2 separate regions of the Zea mays genome follow, and region 1 is linked to region 2. Evidence: chromatin contacts called from public Hi-C data. All regions are on one chromosome and are shown on one strand. The core of a region is the stretch at or near the end of the contact, and the rest is flanking DNA. Distances in the headings are between cores, read along the strand shown. Region 1 holds the start of LOC103629574 (ubiquitin carboxyl-terminal hydrolase MINDY-1). Region 2 holds the start of LOC103629573 (protein SHI RELATED SEQUENCE 1).

What was found. Hi-C and Micro-C count contacts between places; a contact is called where the count stands out from the background.
Region 1: a contact with region 2 is called in a Hi-C map of bundle sheath, with 5 times the contacts expected there. The contact joins the promoter of LOC103629574 here to the promoter of LOC103629573 in region 2. A contact is called at or near these places in 12 of 25 Hi-C or Micro-C datasets (bundle sheath, ear, endosperm and 4 more).

The regions. Positions count from the first base shown.
Region 1 is chr6:94,710,302-94,713,001 of Zm-B73-REFERENCE-NAM-5.0, reverse strand. LOC103629574 (ubiquitin carboxyl-terminal hydrolase MINDY-1) reads right to left here and starts at 1,429. Exons shown (of 12, transcript XM_008650652.4): 1 at 1,045-1,429; 2 at 813-931; 3 at 546-652; 4 at 363-450. The coding sequence starts at 1,228.
Region 2 is chr6:94,515,860-94,518,559 of Zm-B73-REFERENCE-NAM-5.0, reverse strand. It overlaps LOC103629573 (protein SHI RELATED SEQUENCE 1), which reads left to right and starts at 1,445. Exons shown (of 3, transcript XM_008650651.4): 1 at 1,445-2,116; 2 at 2,585-2,700.

The DNA.
Region 1 (2,700 bases), core at 180-2,679, 190 kb before region 2:
TCCTAGATTAGCGGCCGCTTTGCATACGATAGTAAACCTACAAAGCACTGGAAAAGCATGTGTGTCTGCACATGCACGTGCACACACAAAGACCTACCAAGCCAATGGCATAACGCAATTATGGAAACATAGTGGCTTTCTACTAGGACTAAAAGAATCAGTTGTATCCGTTAAACTAAAAACTGTAATTTCAACAAGAAAAACTAGCTCATATTAGATGGTTTAGGTCATTGATTAGAATGATAAAGTGAGTGTAAAACTCGGAACAAAAATGACATGCACAAATCTAACTGAAATCAGCAGCATCACCAGATAACACAACACATGCCATAGCATTTTTGCTAAGTGGAAGGATAGCACACCTGAGGGTCCACAATCCATCCATGATATAGCGGGATATCCAGAAGATCAAATATAGCACGTTCTCGGGTGAACTCGAAGTCATCAATCCTGCATCCCACACAGCTCAGTAAGCATCAAAATAAACATATTATCACGAGTGTGCATGACAAACAACTGGTCAACAAGTTAAAACCCTTACGCACTTCCTGAACATCACGTTCACATCAATGCCTGTCGTGAGGCACGGGAGAAGATCAATCGCATCCGCGATGTTCTGCTCCCGGTTGTTAACATACTCCTCATCCTTGACCTGTGAATCGAAAGCATTAACACACCAGGAAATGCCACAGCCAGCGAACCTAACTACTAGATGCCAGCTCACAAGCTGCTGCTGCATCCCAACACAACACCGTTCCCGCATTGATCCACCGAACACGAAAGACCCGATCTCGCGAGAGTTAAGACCAAACCTGTCCAGCGATGTTTGGATCGATGAGGCGCTCCGCCACGAGCGAGAGCAACCTCTGCTGCGACACCTCCTCCGCGTCAGGGTTCATGCTGATCACATTCTTCAGCAGCAGCACGTTACCTGCACACACACGCGCGCCGGTGCCATGAACATCGCGGGGGACCACCTGGCACGCGCCGACGCGCGGCGAACCCGCGAGGTTTCGGAGTCGAACGAGGGGGGAGGGAGCTCACAGATGGCGAGGAGCGGGCAGGGCCCGTTGTCGTTCTGGTAGACGATGGGCGTGCGTCGTCCAAGGAAGTCGACGGCTCTCGTCCGGTGCATCACCTCTGGCGGCTCGGCGGAATGGGTATCCACCTCCGCCGCGTCCGGCGGAGCCACCGGCGACGGGAGGTGGCGCGAAGGGTCAGACGACATAGGGCGTATTATCTCCCACGCGTTCGCCGCGACACGGAAGGGAGGGAAGTCGCCTGAATCCTAACCCTAGGACGACGCCGCGGGGGTCGCCGCCGCGGGAGAAGGTGCGCGCGTGCGTTGTCGACTAGTGGATTGGAGAAGGCAACGACGGCGGAGATGGCGAGGGAGGGGAATAGAATACGAGGCAGTGGGAGAAAGGTGGCCAGAGGGAGGGTGTATTTAGCAAAAGAGGAACCGCCTGTAATTTTGCATTCGTTAATGAGTTTTTTTTTGGATTTTCTGCCTTAGTTAGGTTTGAGACTATTTCGTTTTGATGATCAGGCGTTAGGGCATGTACAACCTCATTTAGTATTGAGTCTCTTGAGGAGTTTATAAGAGACTAAGTGAAAAAAATATAAGAGGTGGCTATTCGCTAAGAAATTATCTCTCCATGACTTTCTATGCATGTTGTCTCGTATCTACATTTATAATCTACAGTCTCATGGTTGTATTATGTAGGTCTCTTAATTGTCTCTTATACTTAGAAAACCGAAACGAAGTCTCAAAGTTGTACATACCCTTATGTGGTAGCTTGCGAGATTGAGACTCGAAGGTAAGACACAAGCCACGTGATTGGTTGTCTCCTGCCTCACCTCAGCCTGGGTCACTGGGAACACGACTCCGCGTCTCCACGCATGCAGGCGAGTGAGCGAAACATGGGCTATGTTGCACGCGTGGGTGCAGGCTACCGCTATCCTCTACAGCCAACCAATCACACACTACGTGTGGTCGACAATATGTGGTGCCCCTGAGTCTAGTTGGCTAGGCAACCAATCACGTGGAAGGTGTATAGACTGGTTCGAGCTCTCATTGTGAGAGAATATCTACATCCAGTATTACAGTGATTATGCTTATGATATGTTGTGTTGTGATGACCTTAGGAGTTCATGTGTCCTTTCTTTTAGGTGTTGTTTGGTTTACATATGTGTAACGTGAATGGTAACCGATAATGTTAAATCATATTTGGTTAAGTACAACTGTACTCACATACCACACTAGGAAATTGATACAGTCCTATTCAAACTTGTTACCACTTGTAATCGAGTGTGAAACTTTACCGATACTATTTATGTTTACATTTCGTGAACCAAACGACACCTTATAGTCTAATGGCCTGTTTGTTTCAGATTATAATCTAGCGAGATTATATAATCCAGTGTATAGATCCGACAAATAAATCAACACCTAGATTATAGATCTAGATTATATAATCTAATGTCTAGATTATGATAATCTCATAATCTCTCCTATAGTAGCTTATTTTATATTATTTTTTGGCAAAAGACTCACTAGCCACGGTATGTAAATAAAAATTACAAAATTTGTCATCATCATCATCATCTCTCCTTTTATTGCATGGACATCTCTCCTTTTATCCACTGTCGCCCCCTACAGACCGAGGCCGCTGGAAGGGCACAACAACCCCATTCCGG
Region 2 (2,700 bases), core at 196-2,695:
TCCCCCCGCTACCTACTAGCCAGCGACCCGTCCATGTCCATGGGACCGTACGTGGCCATGAAGCTTCTCTCACTGGTCACCGCTGCAACTGTTCACGCTCGCCCGCGCAACAGTGAGGTGGTCACTCATGTGTGCGTGCGCGCGCCGTTCCAGAACGTGGCCGACGACGTCGAGGGCCAGCATCAGGAGCGGCGTCTTTCGCGGACGGCCGGGACCGGAAAGTTTACTAGTAGTAGTACCCGACACACTCCCCCCGGCCCGGATTCCCGCCACGTGGCGAGGCATGCGCCGTCCGCTGGCGGACGTCTAGACGGCCGGGAAGGCCCCACGCTACGAGCACCTTAGTGCTTGTTTGGAACAAAGGCTATTGGAGGGGATTGAGGGAGCTATAATCCCTTGTTATTTAATTTTGAATAGCAAGGGATTATAGCTCCCTTAATCCCTCCAATACTCTTGTTTCCAAACATGCCCTTAGCGTTTTAAACTCGCGCAGCTACTTACGGCCACTTTAACACCGTAAGGTGCAGCGTCCTGCAAATAAATAAAGGTGTCTGCAGTATGCATGTTTTTAGGAAAAAAATAACAACAATATGACACACATTCTTTGCCAATGATAAGTGACACAATTTTTTTCCTCTTCAATAGAGTTAATCAGTAATAATTATTCGAATCCACCCGCCTCCAGGCTCCAGCCCTCCTCCCTCGCTTCGAAAACAATCGCCATGCATGTCGCATGGATGCCAGCCAGCCAGCCAGCCAGTATACATAGCATTAACCATCTCCTAGGCATGGACATCAAATAATACTTTCACTGTACTCTATCTTAAGATCACAAAGTTTTTTTTCTTCTAAATCAACATTTAAAACTTTAACAAACAATATCTATAAAAAAATTATAGAAACGATATATTATGGCAGATGTTTTAATAATAAATTTAATAGTTTTTATTTTTATTTAGTCAACATTTGTAAATATTTTGTTATTAACAGTCACAGTAGAAGATATTTTACTTAGAACACATAACTTCTCGTGATAGATCTTAACACATGAGACGGAGCGCGTAGGATATATGTATAATCCGCTCAGACAACTTAACGGGATAAATAAGGGTCTGTTTATTTCTCTACTAGATAATATAAGTTAGATTATGTTGGAAGAGTGTGAGAGTAAAATATGACTTTAGAATTCCAAATAAACTGAAATAAGCTAGCATCGAGTACATTATTTCAGTTTATTTATGATCCCAAAGTAATATTTTACCGTTCTATCTTTTAATTATAATCTAGGTTATATAATTTAGGAGGTAAAAAACAAACATGGCCTAAATAAATAAATACTCTTGTTACCCGGTCTGCAGCCAAGTGCAAATGTGCCATGCATGCGAGTTGGGGCCCTGGAAGACGACGACGACCACACCCACACCACACACACACTGCAAAGCCTCTGTTTCTCATGTCAGTAAAAATTCCTCCCTGTCCTCTGCCGGCATGTAGTTATCGACAAGAAAGCCATGGCTGGCAGAGGCAAGGACAGCTCGGTCGCCAAAGCGCAAGGTGCAAATCGTGAAAAGGGAGCAAAGGCAAAGGCAAACAACTCGATCCCACTGCGCGGCCATATTATTCACTTTCTCCATTTCTTCCCTAGCTGGCTAGCTCTCTCCGATCCTCCTGCGCCCATTCTCTTTCGTCTGGTTGGGTGGAGATAAGCTGGAGAGACTGGAGAGGTGCGCCGAGCTGTGGGATCGGAGACCGAGCGAGCAATAAATAGAAAGTAAGGTCGGGGCCGGCCTCCATGGCGGCGGTTGCAGGCGCCCTCGAATCCCTCCCCTGAAGTCCACTGACTCCGCGCGTCTCTCTCTCTCTCTCTCCTTCTTCTTCCTTCCTCGTCCTCCTGCTGCGCCTCTTTATATAGCCTCCAATTCCGGAAAGCAGCTTGCTTGCGTTCTCTCCCACCCCTCCTTCCCTCCTCCAGATACTACTTATTGTAGACGGCGCGGGTGAGGGAGAAAGCGAGAATTAGCCTGCTTAGACCCCAAGACGCGAAGAGAGGAAAAGGATTACGCAAGAAGAGAGGTGGATTAGAGGCGAGCTGCTTCCTATTTTCAGCGAAGGCAAGGTGAGTAACACTGATGAGTCTGAGAGTCGACTAGTGTGGTTGAGCACTGCAGCTGCAGCCTGTAGGCTTATCTTTCTCCTCTCTCGCTCTCTCGCATCGCACATGCATGCCATATGCATACTGATACGGCCACTCATCAGCGGCAAGGCTATACCCATCCTCATCTCATCCCATCTCCTACGCGGCTACGCCTAGCTTGCTTGCGCAAATCTCTCTCTCTCTCTCTCTCTATGTCTAGGAGCTCCTCGCTGCAGATCTACCGCCGATCCGCCTGCTGCTGAGCTATGCCGATCAATTATCTATACATGCAGCTCATGCATCTAACCTACATGTCGTCACACAACGCAGCCCCACCCCACCCCATGCCTGCTGCTTCTGTGCCTGTGCCGCCGTCGTCTCTCGCCTTCTGCTTCTGCACCTGCTTTTTTCTTACTCCCAAGATCTGTAATTGTTTGTTCTGCTGTATAGGAGCTAGCTGCTAGCAAGGAGCCGAGGCAGAGAGAAAGAGGGATCGGAGGAGGAGCTGATAAGGCTAGCCTCGCTCTTTTGGTGGTGGTGGTGGCGGTGGACTGGTGGCGCACACT